Regions from separate parts of the Canis lupus genome. Here region 2 is linked to region 1. Evidence: chromatin contacts called from public Hi-C data. All regions are on one chromosome and are shown on one strand. Each heading gives the region's core, a stretch centred on a gene start, on an enhancer-like site or on the middle of the called end of the contact. The rest is flanking DNA. Distances are from core to core; before and after follow the strand shown. Region 1 holds the start of CCDC174 (coiled-coil domain-containing protein 174). Region 2 holds the start of MRPS25 (28S ribosomal protein S25, mitochondrial).

Region 1 (4,385 bases), core at 1,016-3,515:
GTAACTGAGCGCTGAAGAACAGGATACAAACATGAAATAGATACACTCTTGCCTCAAACAGTTAAAATCTAATAAAAAAAGGGTAACTTATAATACCAGTAAAATGTAATAAAGACTTTAAGAGCAGAAGAAAACAGGGGCACCTGACTGGCTCAGTCAGTGCAGCATGAGACTTGATTTGGGGTTGTGAGTTCCAGCCCCACATTGTGTGTAGAAATTACTTAAAAATAAAACCTTTAAAACAGGGGTGAGGGTGAAGAAAGCAGCATAAAAGTTCAGCTACAGGAGCATTTCCTTCTGTCCAGAATGATCAGAGACAACTCTGAGCTGAGCCTTAAAAGGTGCGAAAGAGGCTCCTGGGTGGCTCAGAAGACTCTTGATGATTTGAGGGTCGCGAGTTTGAACCCCATGTTGGGTATAGAGAGTACTTAGTAAAAAAAGACAAGATTTCAACAGCTAGAAATAACATGGTCTGAGTGAATGAGAAGAACTCCAAATTTATGCATGTTCTAGAAATTGGAAGTTTAGCTGAATCATACAGTTCAAGAACAGCAAAGGCCAGGGCAAAGCGAACAGGGAAGTTGGGGTGAACTACCTCTCACTTGTACCAATCAGCACTGTCTACTCTGCAAAGAAAGATAAAATGAAAAGTCCAGATCCAACTCCCTATAAATTAGATACTTACAAAGCACAGCATCACAGACTGAGTTTTAAGGGAAATCAAAATGACTGAGTTCAATGATTTCTATTTTGGAAGACATCAATCTAAAAGCAGCTGTTGTAGGGATTTAATAAGGACAGTTTCATCCCAGGACCTAATATTTAATATTTTAAATTTCTAAACACAAAAACTTTAGTCCCCCTTCTAAGCCTTCTTAACCACAACGATTTTCTAGCCACACATTTTCCTCTTCTACGACTTTTTTTTTAAATTTTTATTTATTTATGATAGTCACAGAGAGAGAGAGAGAGAGAGGCAGAGACACAGGCAGAGGGAGAAGCAGGCTACATGCACTGGTAGCCCGATGTGGGATTCGATCCCGGGTCTCCAGGATCGCGCCCTGGGCCAAAGGCAGGCGCCAAACCGCTGCGCCACCCAGGGATACCTTCTACGACTATTTTTGAGTTTTAAAATGAAGATACTGGGATCCCTGGGTGGCTCAGCAGTTGAGCGCCTGCCTCAATTTACAGTAAATTGAAGATCAAATAAGATTAGGCAATTTGCTCCAATGTAACAGAAAAGGCAGTGGTTTGGAGACAAAGAGCCTCGAGTGCAACAGTTCTAACACTAAGAATTCTGTATGTCAAGCTGGGGAAAGCCACGCTCCCTTACTGGGCCTCGGATTTATCAGCTATAAAACAGGGATCTGGGGCGCCTGGGTGGCTCAGTGGTTGAGGGTCGGCCTTGGGCTCAGGTCGTGATCCCAGGATCGAGTCCCACATCGGGCTCCCTGCACGGAGCCCGTGTCTCCCTCTGCATGTGTGTGTGTCTCATGAATTAATAAAACCTTAAAAAAAAAAAAAAAAAAAAAGAACCTCAGACCAGGGATATTAATAGCACCTGCTCTTTAAAGCAGCCGAGACGATCAATGAGTAGTGCACAGGCTCGTACTCGGCAGGTTTCTTCCTACGAGCAGCTGGTTTCATGAAACCGCTCACATCCGGCTAGACCCGCGGGTGCGAGACCAACTGGTAACTCCTGGCCGGGACGCCGGGCGCTCTCGGATCCCGGCGAGGACCCTGCTGGTCCCCAGCCCGGAAAGGAAGCGAGGACCGGGGCCGGGTCTGCGCAGCAAGCGGGGGAGACCAGGCTGGCCCGGACGCCGGGCACGGCTGTCGCACAGCGAGGCAGCGACATTCTTGAGGGGGGCAACACCCGTCAGGGCTGGATCTAGAGGGCCTCGTGGTCCAAGGGCACGTCCGAGGGAGAGGCCAGACACAGGGTCCTGCAGGTCAGGAAGTGGGCCCGGGGCCGCAGCCGGGACAGCCGGGTCCCAGCTGTTTGAGGGAAGGCCGGGTTGGGTCTCCGCACGGAAGAAACAAGGTCGAGATGCTTGTGTGGTGGAGGGGAGGAGAACTCGGAGCCCCGTGGCATCAGTGTACCCGCACTCACCGAGGAGGCCGTAACATCCAAGGGCTTTTTCCTCCGGTCCATCGTGGCGCCCGAGCGTCCGAGCGCAAAGCGCGACCCGGAACGGCCTCCCGCGGGCCGCAAACGCCCGCGATCGGCACCACCGGAAGTGCCTGTTAGAACAGCGACGAGAGTTTACGACTCTGGCGCCATCTTGGAAAGGTCCGGGTGTTGTGCGTCGTGCGCCTGCCACCATTTTGAGAGAGTCAAAGAATGCCCAGTGTTAAGGTAAGACCGTCCTGAATCTGAATAGAGAGGAAGGTTAACAAGGACTTGGTGTTGGCGCCATCTTGAGAAGGGCGGAAGTGGATTTCAGCGCAACGGGCGCCATCTTGAGTGGTATGGATTGGGGGCGGGGAGGGCGCCATGTTGGGGAGGGCGTAATGAGCCCAAACCCTCTTGGTGATGAAGAGAAAGATGGCTTGGTAGGACTGGAAAGATCTAAATGACACTTGAAGACCCGCAGTACGACCGGCGTTGTGTGGCGCTTCTCACATGTTAACTTATGTGATCAAGATTTTTATATTAATCTTGGTAGAAATAACAGTAATAGGTAACATTAATATAGTGCTTACCACGTGCCACCTTACAGAGTTCGGCTGATAAGAACATGAGCTCCAGGGGCCAGTTTTCTGGCTACGTGACTTTGGGAAAGTTACTTCACTTCTCTGTGCCTCATTTTCCAACGGGGAATAAAATGGTATCTACTTCGTGAGATTTAACGAGAGTGAGATGAGTCAAGCGAGCTCGTCTTGATAAAAATGTTAATGATCTGGGTTAGACAGACTGATAACCCTCCCCGCCAAAGATGTCCACCCTTAGTAGTCCCCAGAACCTCTGAATATGTTACCTCCTCTGGCAAAGGGGAATTCGCAGACATGATTAAATTACAGATCTTCAGATGGGAGATTATCTGGCTGGCCCAATGTCCTCAAGAGTGCTGGTAAGGGAGGCGGAAGGACCACGACCTTGTGCTAGGGGACGCGCGCAGCCTCCGGAAGGAAAAGACAAACCCTGCTCTAGAACCTCTGGAAGGGGTGCAGCACCACCGTACCTGGACTCCGGCCTTGTAGTGTTCTGCACCTCAGTTCAACGTGTGTGGGTTTTCCCACACCACCAAGCAATTCTCCAGTGGCACCCGTGTCCTACAATTCAAATCCATCTGACATTATCTAATCGGAGCTAGCCTCAGATCCCACAGGTTAAGGGCTCGGTCCACACGACTGCCCCCACTCGGAGTCCAGGCCGTCACCTGTGCTTCTAAATTAGAGGTTCCAATGCGCCCCTCCCCTCCTTGGGTTTGATTAATTTATTAGAGCAGCTCACAGAACCCAGAGAAACATTCTACTTACTAGATTACCAGTTTATATTATAAAGGGATGTAACTCCAGAATAGTCAGATGGAAGACATGCATTAAGGCAAGGTATGCAGGAAAGGGGATGGAGGGATCCCTGGGTGGCGCAGCGGTTTGGTGCCTGCCTTTGGCCCGGGGCGCGATCCTGGAGACCCGGGATCGAATCCCGCATCGGGCTCCCGGTGCATGGAGCCTGCTTCTCCCTCTGCCTGTGTCTCTGCCTCTCTCTCTCTCTCTGTGACTATCATAAATAAATAAAATAAAATAAAAATAAAAAAAAAAAAAAAAAAAAAAAAAAAAAGAAAGGGGATGGAGATCCCATACCTTCTTTGAGGGAGCCACAAATCTCCCCAAATCTCTACATGCTCACCAACCTGGAAATTCTCCGACCTCTGTCTTTCTAGAGCATTTTTCTAGAGCGTTTTATGGAGGCTTCATTACATAGGCACAATTGATTAAATCATCAGCCATTAGTGATTGAACTCAATCTCCAGTTTCTCTTCCCTCAGTGGAGGTCAGAAGGTGGGAATGAAAATTCCAACCCTCTAATTATACCTTGGGTTCTGGTTCTTCTAGCAACCAGCCCCAATCCTTAGGTGCTTTCCAAAAGTCACTCATCAACATAACAGAAGACACCTTTATTGCTGTCTTCCCTTAGGAACTCCAAGGGTTGGGATCCCTGGGTGGCGCAGCGGTTTAGCGCCTGCCTTTGGCCCAGGGCGCGATCCTGGAGACCCGGGATCAAATCCCACATCGGGCTCCCGGTGCATGGAGCCTGCTTCTCCCTCTGCCTGTGAATCTGCCTCTCTCTCTCTCTGTGACTATCATAAATAAATAAAAATTTAAAAAAAAAAAAAAAAAGAAACTCCAAGGGTTTTAGGAGCTCTGTGCCAGGAACT
Region 2 (4,159 bases), core at 484-2,983, 400 kb before region 1:
GGAAATGTTAAAAATCAAAAACACTAACAAATGAAGAATGCCTTTAATGGGCTCATCAGAATACTGGACACAACTGTGAAAGAATCAATAAGCTTGAAGATAGGTCTTTAGAAACTTCCCTAACTGAAATGCTAAGAGAAAAAAGAATGAAAAACAAATCTAGGACAAAACATCCCAAAACAATGTGACAATTTCAGAAGATGTAATATACATAACTGGAACACCAGGAAAAAAAAAAAAAGGAATAGGGCAGCCCGGGTGGCTCAGAGGTTTAGCGCCGCCTTCAGCCCAGGGCGTGATCCTGGAGACTAGGGATCAAGTCCCACATCGGGCTCCTTGCATGGAGCCTGCTCCTCCCTCTGCCTGTGTCTCTGCCTTTGTCTGTGTGTCTCTCATGAATTAAAAAAAAAAAAAAAAAGAATAAATGGAGAAGAAATATGAGGTAACGATGGCCGAAAGCCTTCCAAAATTAATGACAGATTCAGGAAGCTCAGAGTAGGACCAATATCACACAGGATAAATATAAAATATCTATACATAGGAATTTTTTAAGATTCATTTATTTTTTAGCTCCTGGGTGGCTCAGTGGTTAAGCATCTGCCTTCAGCTCAGGTCATGATCTCATGGTCCTGGGATAGAGCCCCGTGTGGGGCTCCCTGCTCAGCGGGAAGTCTACTTCTCCCTCTCCCTCTGCCACTCCCCACCCCCCAACTCGTTCTCGCTCTCATAAATAAACAAACAAATAAAATCTATACAAAAATCATTTATTTGAGAGAAAGTGTGCGTGAGAGGAGGGGCAAAGGAAGAGGGATAATCTCAAGCAGAGTCCCTGCTGAGCACAGAGCTCCATTTAGGGATGGATCTCAGGACCCTGAGATCATGACCTCAGGGGAAACCAAGAGTCAGCCTTAACCTACCCCGCGACGGAAGCCCCATCCATATGTAGATATATCTTATTCAAGCTGCATAAACCAAAGACAAAGAGAAAACCTTGAAAGAAGCCAGATTAAGAAATTATTTTACAGAGAAAACTAAGAGTTATGGCTACTTCTCAGGAACATGCAAGAAGAGAGGATAAAATCAAGTGTTGAAAGAAAACCCCTACCCACCTAGAATTCTGTATCTGGCAAAACTATTCTCCAAAACTGAAGGAGAAGTGAAAACTTTTCCAGATCTGTAAGCATACTTCGGAAATGCATCTCCTCTATCTTTTATTTCTGAAACAAATTGTAGTCCAGGGTTGTTAGGTGGGTAAACCAGGAAAGGGGTCGTTTCCAAACTTGCCTTTCCCCCTCCCTTTTGCAAATTATTTATTGTGATAAGTGTTAGAAACTGCACCCTGGAAACATTTTTTTTTTCTTCCCCCCCCCCCCCCCCCTGCAAACATTTCATTTTGAATCCGGAGAAGCTGAGCGAGAGAAACGGGCTTACTTGACGCTGAAGCGCAAGTTAGTAGCCACTTGGCATCTGAACGCAGCTCTCCTGACTTATTTCCAGCTGTCATTCTGTTGTCTGAGCTTGAGCCTAGTTAAAACTATCTTCCCTGGCGGTGCGGGGGGATGGGGAGAGGCGAATTTACGGAGGGCGAAAAGCAAACGATCTGGGAAGGTGTTCTAAATCCGCGCTCCGCCCCTAAGCCGACGCAAGCCGGGACTACAACTCCCAAGCTGCTCCGCGGCGGGAGCGGAGGGAGACGGCCCCGTGCGCCTGCGCGGTAAGCGGAGACCAGCCGGGAGGCGAAGCGGAGCGAGGGCCGCCGGGCCTGCGCCGTTGGCTGCTGCTGGGCTTCTCAGCCGCTGGGCCCGCCGCCGCCGCCGCCGCCGCCATGCCCATGAAGGGCCGCTTCCCGATCCGCCGCACCCTGCAGTACCTGGGCCAGGGGGACGTGGTGTTCAAGGACTCCGTGAAGGTCATGACGGTGAACTACAACACGCACGGGGAGCTGGGCGAGGGCGCCAGGTCAGTCGGAGCCCTCGGAGGCCGCCCCGGGCCGCGCGGACCGGCCGTGCGCGCTGTAATGACGTGCGGGTGACGCTGAGCCCGGCGCGGCCCTGGGTGCCACCCGAGCCCGACGCGGGCCTCCTGAGTGGGTGCCGTTGGCCCCACTTCACAGACGAGGAGACTGAGGAGCAAGCAGCCTGCTCCAGGTTCCGCAGCAGGAAGAGGACCGCAGGGCCACGCTGTGCCAGCCGCAGTCGCGACTGAGGTGGGGGAGCGGAGGGCAAGGGCCTGTCCCCGTCCCCCATCTCCCCTCCTCTCCCCCGGCGGGGGACCCGGCCGACCGGGCGGACCCGGGAGGCCGGAGCCTCGGAGCCTCCTCGACCCCCCGCTACCTGTGCCTGGCGGGCGAGCGGTGGTGGTGGTGGTGGGGGGGGGGGTGCTGCGGCGCACGTTCCGCCCTGGATGGGCCACTTGCGCCTCGTCATCGGCCCCCGCTGCGATGTACCTACGTCCAGAGCCGCTGCGGGGATGCACTGAAGGAAGTGACGGCTGCTAGCCCTTCTGGGCCCTTCTGTGCGCCTCGTGGCGCGTGAGTGTCGGTCGTGCATTCTCCCATGTGACGTTCACGGAAGCCGCATGGTTTTCCCCGTCCTAGGGACGGAGAGACCCAGAGCTGTTAGGTAACTTGCTTGCCCAGGTACCACGCCGGCTGGTGAGTGGTGGTGAGTGGCAGCGGCGAGCCTGCTCCTCCACGGCAGGGCGCATCCCCCTTACAGTCCATTACGTCCGTCAGCTGTGCAGCCCCGGGCTCCTTACCCCGCCCCGCCTTCCCCACCTTAAACTCCGTGAGGTGGTTTTTCTACCTGGAGCGGAGCGGGAACTCCTCCAATGGAAGCTTAGAAACGTTTGAATAGAACCTTGGGCAGGAGCGGGGCTTGGGGCTTTGGGTTTTGGAGGTATCCAGTGTAAATGTACAGAGTGCCTAGTGACCGCTTGGCCCCGTGCTGTGAGCTGGGAATTCTGCAGTGCCTCATCCTTCAGAGGCTTTGGGACTGTGTGTATGGGGTGGATCAAAGTGGGGCGGGGGGAGTGCTTCCAGTAGGGTAAGGCCCCCCATGGTGGGGTGCCTTTGCTGTACAGCTGTTCAGGATAGCTGGGAGCTGCCTCCAAGCCACTTGTCCACGGGTGAAGCCAAGACCTTGTACCTGCTTGAATAGGATCAGCTGGGCTGAGGGCTTCTGGAAGACCTGGGGTGAATGGGCACCCAGATGCTCCTTCCTAACCCACTTTGCATCCCATTGATTCACACTGGGAGTCCGCAGAGGCTAGGCAGTACCAGGAAGGCGGGAGGCAGTCTGGGTGGGGCCCGCTCCAGTTGGAAAACGGGCACTATCAGGAGGGGCCATTCACTGCTTGGCTACAGCTTAGTTATGTGGGCTCCATGGAGAATTTCTGACTTGTCAAGAAGCCAGAAATTCAGATTTTTATATAGATCTCTGGTTTTTAAATGAGCAGTCTATCAAAATAGGCCTACAGGCCTTATCCTTGGATGTTCACATACTTTAATACCCTGGAGGGACATAGGAACCATGCAGCCATTCTGAGCTTCATTGTTCTGAATGGTAAAGGCTTGCCCTTAGGGATTTCGTGCCCTTGGGTTGGAGTCTACCTGACTTGCTCTTTCCAGCCCCACAGGCCTTTGCTTGTTCATGTGCCCTTGGCATTTCAACTGTCCCTCCCTGGATTGCCTCCATTCCAAGTGCCAGTATACAACCCTAGGCCAGCCATACTCTTGAGTGTCTGCTGGGTGTGTGAGGGCCAAGTCCCTGCTCACCTCTGCCAGATATTCTTGCCCTTCAGGTGCAATAAGAAAAGTAATAGCTGCTAGCATTTATTGAGTACTGTGTCCAGCCTGAGTCTTAGGATCTAGATGAATTTGGTAACTTGATAGTGACAGAAGAGTGTGGTTGAAGTCCAACGGCACATAGCCCTCGTTCTTTCATTTACTGGTTGTGTGACCTAGGGCAGTTTACTTACCTTTTCCGACCTGTTTGCTTAGTTATAAAACCCCACCCTGCAGGGTCGTTGTGAGGCTTCAGGTGTTAAAATGCCAAACAAGATGTCTGGCCATGTACAGCAGGTGCTCAACTAAAGGTTACCTATCATTATCAACTTTCTTCCCAGACTTCAAGAACCATTTACAGATTCCTCTCCAGGG

What was found. Hi-C and Micro-C count contacts between places; a contact is called where the count stands out from the background.
Region 2: a Hi-C map of blood shows a contact between it and region 1, with 7 times the contacts expected there. The contact joins the promoter of MRPS25 here to the promoter of CCDC174 in region 1. A contact is called at or near these places in 2 of 9 Hi-C or Micro-C datasets (both in blood).

Annotation. Positions count from the first base shown.
Region 1 is chr20:4,825,264-4,829,648 of UU_Cfam_GSD_1.0, reverse strand. It overlaps CCDC174 (coiled-coil domain-containing protein 174), which reads right to left and starts at 2,265. Exons shown (of 11, transcript XM_038565560.1): 1 at 2,114-2,265. The coding sequence starts at 2,155.
Region 2 is chr20:5,223,870-5,228,028 of UU_Cfam_GSD_1.0, reverse strand. MRPS25 (28S ribosomal protein S25, mitochondrial) reads left to right here and starts at 1,733. Exons shown (of 4, transcript XM_038565577.1): 1 at 1,733-1,959. The coding sequence starts at 1,826.